Regions from separate parts of the Mus musculus genome. Here regions 1 and 2 are each linked to region 3. Evidence: chromatin contacts called from public promoter capture Hi-C data. All regions are on one chromosome and are shown on one strand. Each heading gives the region's core, a stretch centred on a gene start, on an enhancer-like site or on the middle of the called end of the contact. The rest is flanking DNA. Distances are from core to core; before and after follow the strand shown. Region 1 holds the start of Igsf9b (immunoglobulin superfamily, member 9B). Region 2 holds the start of Thyn1 (thymocyte nuclear protein 1). Region 3 holds the start of Jam3 (junction adhesion molecule 3).

What was found. Promoter capture Hi-C pulls out the DNA fragments that hold promoters and counts their contacts. Capture Hi-C pulls out chosen DNA fragments and counts their contacts.
Region 1: a promoter capture Hi-C map of neural stem cells shows a contact between it and region 3. The contact joins the promoter of Igsf9b here to the promoter of Jam3 in region 3. A contact is called at or near these places in 6 of 39 promoter capture datasets (3T3-L1-derived adipocytes, cranial neural crest, embryonic stem cells and 3 more), 7 of 484 Hi-C or Micro-C datasets (embryonic fibroblasts, embryonic stem cells, nephron progenitors and 2 more), 7 of 115 datasets of contacts at active chromatin or transcription factors (embryonic forebrain, embryonic hindbrain, embryonic midbrain and 4 more) and 4 of 9 other capture datasets (adipose tissue, embryonic stem cells, liver and 1 more).
Region 2: a promoter capture Hi-C map of adipose tissue shows a contact between it and region 3. The contact joins the promoter of Thyn1 here to the promoter of Jam3 in region 3. A contact is called at or near these places in 1 of 115 datasets of contacts at active chromatin or transcription factors (embryonic stem cells) and 3 of 9 other capture datasets (adipose tissue, liver and pancreatic islet).

What each region holds. Positions count from the first base shown.
Region 1 is chr9:27,297,300-27,301,041 of GRCm38.p6, reverse strand. Igsf9b (immunoglobulin superfamily, member 9B) reads right to left here and starts at 1,938. Exons shown (of 20, transcript NM_001326702.1): 1 at 1,525-1,938. The coding sequence starts at 1,588.
Region 2 is chr9:26,998,206-27,001,805 of GRCm38.p6, reverse strand. Thyn1 (thymocyte nuclear protein 1) reads right to left here and starts at 2,129. Exons shown (of 8, transcript NM_144543.2): 1 at 2,041-2,129; 2 at 1,750-1,855. The coding sequence starts at 1,792. It overlaps Acad8 (acyl-Coenzyme A dehydrogenase family, member 8), which reads left to right and starts at 2,257. Exons shown (of 11, transcript NM_025862.2): 1 at 2,257-2,412. The coding sequence starts at 2,310.
Region 3 is chr9:27,153,800-27,157,047 of GRCm38.p6, reverse strand. It overlaps Jam3 (junction adhesion molecule 3), which reads left to right and starts at 1,627. Exons shown (of 9, transcript NM_023277.4): 1 at 1,627-1,757. The coding sequence starts at 1,682.

The DNA.
Region 1 (3,742 bases), core at 689-3,188, 140 kb before region 3:
CTGTGTTTAAATTAAAACAAAACAAAAAAAAAATCTGTCCCTTGCTAAAGTTGGGAGGCTAGTTGAAGAGCCCTCCTTAGGTGTCTCTTCAATTCGGATGCTAGCACAGCCTTTTGTGCTTTCAGGGACAGCCCCACAGCAGAATATACCAAAACCCAGAGGGGAGGAGGAGGAGGAAGTCACTGAAAGACTGCATGGGAAGGGGGAAGGGAGAAGCACAGCAAGATCCACCTTTTTTCCATAAGCTTCTTCTGAGGTCACTCTGTCTCGGTTTTCCCACCTGACAAATGGAAACCTTTATAACCATCCCGACCATCATAGTGCTTGTTGGAAAGCTGTCCTTCCCTTCGCCCCACTCTCTCGTTTCAGAACCCCCTCTCAAGTAGCAGAGGAGATACATTCCAATCCGGAAACTTTCTCAAACCACTCCCCCCCACACGCCCCGAGGCAAGGTGCAAAAGAAGCCGGGGAAGCCCGCGCCTCCAGCAGAGCCCTTCAAAAAGGCTCCCTAGTCCGCAGAATCTCGTCACCCTGTCGCCTTCCACCCACAGACCGTTCCTCTCCCGCCGCCATCTCCCTGCTTTGCGAACTTGCCCGCAGTCGGGTCGGTTCCGCGCGCAGAAACCGTGAGCTCAGAGTCCTGGCAGCTTCCAGGCTCGGCTCTGACTTCCATACAAGGGCCGAGAGCCGGGTGCCACCCAGAGCTCTGCCATCTCCAAAGCGAAAGCCCTCGCGCTCAAGTATGCACCCCGCGCCTTGGCTTCTCCCTAGCTTTTTCTTGGGCTCAAACCCGAGAAGGCAGAAATAAAAAATCCCACTCGACTCTGAGACGCAGCTGGGCAGACCCCTCCCTCGCGGCCCTCGCCCCGAGGCCGCTGGGCCGGGCAGCCTGAAGCGCGGCGACGGCGCCTCCCCGGGAACTTTTGCCTGGCCGGGGCCCAGATGCAGTCAAGGTGGGCGCGGGCGGCCGACAGAACCAAGAAGAGCAGATGCTGCTCGGAGCCTCTAGGTCAATTCTGCTTGTCACCTGCCAAGGGGATCCGACCTCCGCGGCCAAGATGTGTGGAAAGGAAGGGCGCGGGGCGGAGAACCCGATCCCTTCGAGGCGGCTGCGGGGACTCCCAACCTCTTAATCGCGCCTCCCTTCAAGGGCTCCTCCATCCAGCGGTGCTGTGCAGGGCTGGGACGCGCGGAATCCTGCCTAAAGACCATCAAAGTCCCCAGCAGCCAGAGTTAGAGCACTAGGGGTTCCCCAAAGCTCAGATTCGACGTGTGGTTGTGAACCAAGGGGCCTAAGGTAGACTAAGTCCACTTTGATTCCAAGGCGTTCGCAGCCCAAGGGCTCCCGCACCTTCCCGCCGAGTTCCTCCCACCCGCAGTTCCCCAGCCTTTGCCCGGGCCAGTGCTCGGAGGTGCGCCTGGCCGGAGCCGGAGCCTCGCCCCCGGGGTTCGGGAGCCAGAGCCTGGAGCAAAGGTCTAAGAACGCCAAGAGGGTTGGAGGAGGGATGCTGCACTTCAACTCACCTTGAGCCACAAGACCTCGGGTGCTGATCACACTTGCTATCAAAGTGGCCACATACCAAATCATAGTACTACCGCGCGCCAGCCAAGAGCCTCATCCTATCGCAAAGTGCTCCTGCGTCTGCACACTTCTCGTGCCTCAGTGCCCGCTTCTCGCCCGCCTACGCCCCTTGCCGGTGCTCCTGTAGCCCGGGCGGCCCGCTCTCCATCCCTTCCTGGCTCCGCTCGTCTCGGCGCGCGCAGCCTCCCGGGCCCCGGCGCAGCGGCACCTGCACTGCCAACCGAGGCAGAGCGCAGCCAGGTCCACGGTGAAGCCTAGCCGGGCCTGTCCTGGTGGTCCGCCCCTGGCGGCTGTTTATTGGACAGTGCTCACGAGTCTAGGCACTGATTGGCTAAACTCTTAGTCCGTCGCTGCGCGAAGAAGGCGAGCCCATTTCAAGGTGCGTTGAAGTGTAGCGAGCACAGAGCCGCAGAATCATGCGCATTGCCTGGGAAAAGGCGTTGTAACGTCTTTGCTCTATTCTGTTCTCAGCTCAGACTGCATGGCAAGTTTCTGATTAAATAGATGGTAGCTTCTCGTACTGGCTAGTGGGACCCTAAGAATCTCAATAACCCTTGACAGGTTATCCGAGGGGATGGAGCCCCCGCCCACCTTGAGAATCCAACATCCGGTTTCTATCAAGAAAAAAAAAAAAAAAAAAGCAGTTCCCGGGAGGACCACGCTGATACGGGGATAGGGAAACCCAAGCATCCTGGGGAAACTAGGGAACGTCCTTTTCTGGAGAACGGTTCAAAGAGACCACGTGATACCTCCCCCCCCCACCCCCACTCTTTGCTCACTCTCTCAGAACACTACCTCCACCAAACGTTATATTAAGTTAGGCTCCATCCAGCCCAAAGCCAGGAGGATGACTAAAATGACCTCTAAAAGTCGCTAAATTTGGAATGAGTCATTGGCTCAGCTGCGGCGAGTCACAGACCCCTCTGGAACACATGTGCACACGTACTGCCACCCCCATTGCTGGTCATCGTTGCTCATGATTACTAAAGCCATTAACCCCCCCCCCCCAATAAATGCTGCCTCTCCTGCACACAAATGCTGCTTCCTCTCCTACCTTACTGAGAGCCCAGCCCCATATCAGCAGCATAAAGTCAAGGTGGCGTTTGTGAGCGATCAGGGGGTGAGGTAGAGAACCAAGGAAAAGGGAAAGGTCCTCCTCATTTCTGCAGAAGATAATAAATAAAGACGCTGGAAGAGCTTCCTATATCCCAGGCTCCCTACTCCAGCATCTCTTCATCTCCTCCCCCAATACAATTGTGTTTACACAAGGAATAAATGAGCATCATGAAAGCCTCTACAACCATCTCACAGTGTTCTGAGGCTGCCGTGGAGATGTTTATTCTTTCAAGCTTCTGACACAGTGCTGAGAGGCACAGCTCCCTAGGAGGGGCTGTTGGCCAGGGAAGAAATGGAGGGGCAATGAAGGCAATCTCTCAATAAGCACAGAGCATGAAGTTTCCCATAGACCAACAGCTTACTGCTGGAAAAGCCAATGTGTGCGCATGGACTCGTGTATCTCACATAGAGTGGCCTTGAGTGATGGAGGGTCATTCTTTTTGGAGAACTCCACTCTCGTTGCCATCCAGGAGATGAAAAGCTGAGGCTCCTAAGCAGAGAAGCACACACACTAATGAACTTTTATCATCTGAATAGCATCTGGAGAACTGGACTTCTGAATACCTCCTGCTTGCAAACTCGCCCTGCTCATGCGAACACACTCATGAGTTATCACTCTGTTGATATATTCCCATGGGCCACTGCTTTAGGTCCTTTCTGGGCTGACATTTCTTTCCTGGGGCTTTGGTGAAGCTGCACGCTCTAGATCTCCTTGACGCATCAATTCTCAGGCAACATGCACCAATTCTACCTCCAACACACACATATGCAAGTCTCCCCATAAACAGGTTTGCACACATCTATATACGTCCATACATACTTCCTCTGGGTCCTAAGTCTATCAAGACTTATTGGGATCCACTTGCAGAATGGGTGATGAGGCTAGGCTATGATTTAATTTTGACCTCAGAAACGTTCATGTTGTTGGAAACTTGATCCCCAAGGTGGCAGTATTGGAAGAATGGAACCTTCAAGAGGTAAGTCCTAGGAGCTGGAGAGACACTTGGCAATTAAGAACGTGCACAACTCTTGCAGAGTTTGGTT
Region 2 (3,600 bases), core at 880-3,379, 160 kb after region 3:
CCAGCTGCCATACAGTGTTTCCACACATGTACACGTTAATACTCAATCTGTCTGAATATACTTCCTGAAGCATCGATTTATATTGAGATAGGGTCTCAGAACCCTGTAGCCCAGGCTGGCCTCCCATTTGCAGCCACCCTCTTGCCTCAGCCCCCTAAGCATTAGGATTACAGGTAGGAACCATCACACCTTTTTATTTGTTATAGAGCTGTGAGTCTCCTGTTATTGACCAGGCTGGCCTAGGACACATGAATATCTTGATGATAGATATGAACTGTCATATTTGGCTCTACTGTACCTACTTCTCTGAAATGTACACTGCACTGCCTTTACCAGCAGGACATACTGCTGCCTCCAACAGCCTGAGTTTAACTCACAACCTGGGGTTCTTAAACCACAGGAAAAAATTTCAAAGAGAATGAAGCCAAATTAGAGTTTAAGATTTTAAGCCGGGCGTGTTGGCTCATGGCAGAACTTTAGAGCCTGAGACTCCTTGGAGCCTTGCTACAAATTCAAGGCCAGACTAGGCTACAGGCTCACAACAGGAAAGGGGCTTAACATAAAATTGAGCAAGCATTAAGAGGCCAGACATTGTGTCAGTAGGTAAAGGCACTTCCAAGCCAAAAGACCTGACTTTATCCCCTCAGGCACATATGATAAAAGAATCCCCTCCACGGCACCAGCATCAGGGCCAGGGCACACACATGTAAAACCTGATAAAACACAAGATAAGGACCACAGAGAAGCCCTAGAGCATTAGGCTTGTAAGCATAGCTGCAATAAGTTTCTTAACAGCTATGTCTAGCATTTTGGTAGCCTCTGAAGTCACATTGTTCAGGAAATTTAAGGGTAAGTCTAAATGGTTTTGGTGATGTAAGAAACCTATAACCAAAGCACTTGGGAGTGGGGACAGAAAGATCAGGAATTCAGGTCATCCTCAGATGCTTAGCAATTCCAAATTGACAGGCTGATAAGATAAAGACCTAGGAAAAGAAAACTGTGTGTGTGAAAGGTGGGGTCTCCTGTGGTCCAGGCTGGCCTCAAACTCTACACGTAGTCAAGGAAGATCTTGAATCCTGATCTCCCTCTGATTTCTAGCTTTCAGCTTTTTTACATTTCACATGAAATCATGCATGCCTTTCTGTGCCTGGCTTATTGCATTCAATGATAAAAGCAAAGGGTTGGCGAGGTGGCTTAGTTGGAAAAGGCATTTTTTTTTTTTTTTCAAAGCCTAAGGACCTGAGTTCAATCCCTGAGATTCGCACAGTGGAATCGGGGGATTGATTCCTTCAAGTTATCCTCTGATCAGTGTGTGTGTGTGTTCCCACATACTGTACAAAAGTAAATAAATGTAATTTTTAAAGAAGTCTCTTTTCACCTATGCTGTCAAGGTTACACACACACACACACACACACACACACACACACTTTGGAGAGAGGGCCCTGCTTATGTAGTACTCATGTAGTACCAGGCTGGTCTTAAACCCAAGGCAATTCTACAGCCTCAGTCTCCCACATGCGTGGGCCACCACAGTTCCGTATATGTATGCAGTGCTTCATTGCACTATTCTTTGATTGGACAAATAAGTGGAAGGGACTGAAAGTGGAAGTTCTGGCAGAAAGAGTAAAGAAGACGATAAGCAACAACCCCCAAAGTCTCCAAACCAGGGAGTGGAAAAAGGAAATAAAGCACGCCCTACAAGACCACGTTCTTTACCTGCTGCCTTTTGCAGCGTCGGTTCAACTCACCTGGACCAGCAGTCCCAGTCTGCCTCTTGCGGGGTCTCGGCATGGCCTCTCTGTAGGAGGCTGAAGCTAACCGGACGGGTAAGAAACAGCTCTTGTCTTCTAAAACCTGCATGGTGCAAGATGGAGGCAAGAAAGCATACAGGGCCTGGGACTTATGAAGAAAAGTCATGATTAAACCATTCTAATCCCTCTCTCGTTATCTGCGCCCTTTCCTTCTCTCCTAATCTACCTCTAAACTCTCCTGAGTCCCTCCCTAATTCGGCTTTACCCACCACCATTCATTCAACGCACCACCCAAACGCCTTGAAGCACTGCCAGGCTAATCTTCTGGGAGCCTTGAGGCGACTGGCGTGCCCGGACAGGCTTAGTAGAAGACGCGTCTCAGAGGCGCCGCCCCCACGATCTCTGGGAACTGTAGTTTCAGAACGCCAGTAGTCCTATTGGAGCCCGCGCTTCAAGGGCTTAATGGACTACAACTCCCAGAGTATCAGGGGGGCGGGGCGGGAACGGCTAGTTCTGGCCTGGGCTAAGAGGCCTGGGGTCTGAGATTCGAAGTTTACATGGCGATGTTGCGGTCCGGATACAGGCGCTTTGGCTGTCTGCGCGCGGCACTCAAGTCCCTGGCTCAGACCCACCACCGGAGCATCACCTTCTGCATCGATCGTAAGGCTCATCTAGGCGAGGGGAGAGTGGGTCTTCGGTGGGCATCTGTGCCCGCCCGAGTTCCCAGCGCTTTGGTGGCTCTCGGGCTTCGCCTGACACCGATCCCTCTCGGGTCCCTTGACGGACTCACTTCATCCTCTGACTCTGCCCGTCTGGGACCCACTTCTCTCTCCCCGACCAGTCCTGTTTCACGAACTGGCTTCCTCCCATAACTCAGGATCTACTCTCGGGACCAGCTCTTAATGGTCCCTGTGACCAGCGCTCAGTCCAGTCCAGTTGCCTGTCCCCCGACCCCGCCAATGCTTTTCAAAGACGAAGGAACGTGTGACTTTGGCAATAGATTTCCAAGGTAGAAAGAGCTAAGTATATGAGCGCTGGTAGAGATAGTTGAAAAGCTCCAGGTTATACCGTATGTTTTGCTCACAAGTATAGATTTCGTAAAAACACTCATACTGTAGAAACTGCTGCAGGAAAAAGAAAGATAACCGCAATTGAGAAACCCTATCTGAGATTACAAACTGATTGTTTAAAAACCTGGCAGAAAACTTGCATGTAACTGGGAGTGTTTGCCACCCATGCAAACCAAGCCAAATATTTAGATTTGTCAATCACTTTAAATACCAAACTAAAAACCAGAACCACCTTTTCTTCTGAAACAGTTTTTAAAATAATTCTAAATTTTATTTTAAATAAGAATCTATTATTTATGGCCTTATGGCTTTGAAAATTGAGAACAGAGTTATAAAGTACATGGAGGCATAGACTGGTTTTTTGTTTGTTTGTTTTTGTTTTGTTTTTTGTAGAAAACCAGTTTTAAGAGTTACTGCCCTACTTAGGCACCTAAAATTGGGTAAACAAAGTAGCGTGGTTTGGTACTAAAGTTAGGAAAGAGTCTGTCCCAGTAACAGATTTACGTTATTGATTGTTGTTTTGACCTGGGCAACTAAGATGTGTGAGACAGGCTTTATTTGTGCAACTGTGACACTTCTGGAGCTAGCTTTGTAGACCAGGCTGGCCTTAAACTCAGGAGAGATCACTGGTGCCTATCTCCCAAGCCTTGGCTGTACCACCAGAGTTCAGCTTGCTCTCTTTCACTGTTTTTAACGAAGTGTTGGAGTTGGGGATCTAGCTCAGTCAGCTTGAATGCTTGCCTAATGTTTTCATTCATGCAGCCCTGGGTTCCAACCC
Region 3 (3,248 bases), core at 378-2,877:
CATCACCTGCTTATAAGATCTTGCTGTGGCCCGGCATGGTGGCGCACGCCTTTAATCCCAGCACTCGGGAGGCAGAGGCAGGCGGATTTCTGAGTTCGAGGCCAGTCTAGTCTACAAAGTGAGTTCCAGGACAGCCAGGGCTACACAGAGAAACCCTGTCTTGAAAAACCAAAAAAAAAAAAAAAAAAAAAAAAAAAAGATCTTGTTGTGTTTTCCTACCCTACCCTTCCTATTTCCTACTATTCAGAATTCAGAGCAAGGCTAGTAAAATGGCTTAGTGGGTACCACTCCTCGATCCTAAAGCCTGGAAACCTGAATTTGATCCCTGGAATCCCTGTAAAGGTGGATGAAAGTCAATTTCATGAACTCTGACCTCCACATCATCAACTCTGACCTCCATATGCTCATTGTGGCATATACCTCCTGTCATGTACTCCTGTACTCATACAAAGGTGATGATGGTGATGGTGATGATGATAAAATAACGAACCCTTTTTAAAATGAAAAAGAAGGCTGGGGAGATGGCTCAGCAGTTAAGAACACTTGCTGCTATTCCAGAGGACCCAAGTTCAGTTCTCAGCACCCACACCAGGCATACTATTTGTTAACTCTGCGCCTCTGGCCTCTCAGGGAACCCACACTTATTTTCACACATCTCACATGCAGATATACACACATACATATTGTTAAATTTATAAAAAATTTAAAGAATCCAGACATGGTAGTGCTTGCCTTTAATACTAACTCTTGGAAGCAGACAAAATTGGGCTTATGTGAGTTTGAGGCTAGCCTGGTCTATTTAGCCTTCAAGTTCCAGGGTGGCCAGGTCTATATAAGTAAAACTGTCAAAAAAAAAAAAAAAGTAAAAAATTCAATGGCAAGAATTACCCCTGTATTGTGTAGGATAAACTGTTGGGGATACCAGTATCCTTTAGCTCTACCATAGAAATGAATTATCCTTCTACATCAACTTATTGCATTTATGTACTTGGCGTATCTTGCTAATATTTATGCAGATTTCAGCATTTTCTCCTTTCATTACTTTTGGAATCAGGACCTCTATAGGTGTGAAAATACTGTTTCAAAAATTGTCATGATTTTATTTGTAAAATAACACACATTTCCTTAAAAATGATTTATTTTATTTCATGTGTATGAGTGTTGTGCTTGCATGTTTAGTGCCACACACCACAAGCATGTTTAGTGCCGTCAGAGGTCAGAAGAGGGCGTCAGATCGCCTGGAACTGGAGTTACAGGTGGTTGTGAACCACAATATGGGTGCTGGGAATGGAATCTGGGTCCTTGTAAGAGCAACAGGTGCTCTTCACTGCTGAGCCATCTCTCCAGCCCCATCATTCCCTAAATCTTAATGGAGTAATCCTTCTTAGATCTGTAGCGATAATCTACAGTTTCATAAATCTACCCCGCCTCCCTCCCAGACACGCTTTTTAATTCTCTTCCCGCTAAGTTCATCGACAGAGGTAGCACCTGGAAGCACTGAGCATCTTTGCATCCATAGCAACCAGACTTGAGCTTTCTCGGTCACTATGGTGCCGGCTCGGCCGAGGCCGCGTGGTCGCTATGGAAACTGGAGGCGGGTCGCAGGGTCCAAGCAGGCTGGGCGCATGCGCACGAGGCCGGTTCTCCGCTCCGAGCCTGAGCCCCTCACATTCCCCTCGACATGGCGCTGAGCCGGCGGCTGCGACTTCGACTGTACGCGCGGCTGCCTGACTTCTTCCTGCTGCTGCTCTTCAGGGGTGAGTTGACGCTTCAGTGCCGCTAGGAAGTGTGTGGTCTGTGCCGATGGGGACAGAGCGGCCCGGGCCGCGGTGGAATAGCGGTTTCGGCTCCCACGACTCCAGGTCCGGCCGAGAAGCTGAGGGGTGGCCTCTGCGGGAGCGTGGCGGGCGAGGCTCCGTGAGCGGTCGGGTCGGGTCCGGTCTCGGGCAGACCCGCGTGGATGCGGCTGGTCCCGTACAGGGACACGGCCCTCTAGAAGGACCGTGGCAGATGCCTCACGGGCTCTAAAACTTGCTGGAGGAAACACCCCATCAGCAAGCAGTGTGGTACCCAGAAGTCGTGGAGGACAAGCGGCTTGGGAAGCTCCAGAGGCCTGTCCTCCCAGGAGCTGCTAGGGTCAACAAAGAAGCTGAACTGGGCAAGGCCAGCCAGCCTTGTGCGGAGATGGGGACTGCACAGGGATGAGCATCTTTGTTGCAGCGTGGTGGAGGAGACCCTGACTCCCAAATAGCATCTGGATCATTTGATCCCGACACACTGCTAAACTTGAAAGTTTTGCTCATTTCTTTCCAGTGGAATTCCTGGGAGACAGTATCTCCCTGGTCGGTTGGGCGAAAAGCACTGTAAAGTTTACTTTGCAGTTACTTTCCATAAATACCACAGGGCACTTCGAAGCTATTATCTCAGTCCTTAAAACAGCTCAGTGAAGTGGGTTTGTGAACCCATTTTTAGAGGCGAATATTAGTCTTCTTTAAAAAAATTTTTTTCATTAAGAACTGACGGCCAAACAAGTAGTGGCAAACTTAAGGTTTCATAAGGCACCACTCCTTCTTCAGAAGGTAACCCAACCCGGACCACTCCTCAACCCTTGGTTTGTTCCTTGGCTTTGCTGACGCCTACGATGTTCTCCAGAGTATACAAATTAATACACCAAAGCACTGTTGGGAGTGGGGGGTGGTCAGGCAAGAAGACAAAGCGCTTTTGTGTTTGACGCTTATTCTAGTGGGGTGCTCAGGGTGGTGGTAGAAAACAGGGGCTCTGGTGCAGAAGTGTTGGAAACAGGCTTCTGTAGCAAGGATGAGGCTTAGCATACATTTTTTTTTTTACCATATATTTTGCTTGATTTTAAATTTTAAAGCCAAATGCAGTTGGGAGATAGAGCTGACCCGAGGCTAGCCAGGGGACAGGAGTGTCAGCAATGTCCAACTCCCACTGTGCTGGTGCCACTGGCACGTACTATTCACAGACTAGAACAACTCCCTATTGTTGGAGAGATTCCCTCACATGAAATTCTGCAGTTTTTATTGGAGAAAATATTTTGCAGTTGACTTGAGGGATGAATTTCTTCATGATGATTTGTTAGTAGAAGTAGAGACGGCTAAGGGCTCCATAGACTCTTGTCTCAGATGCTGCCCCTCAGGCGGGGTTTAAGTTGGTGGGTTTCTTGGTATTGAGGGATGGGATTTACTTCCATTCCATAGGAATTACAGTAGATATTTGTAATCTAG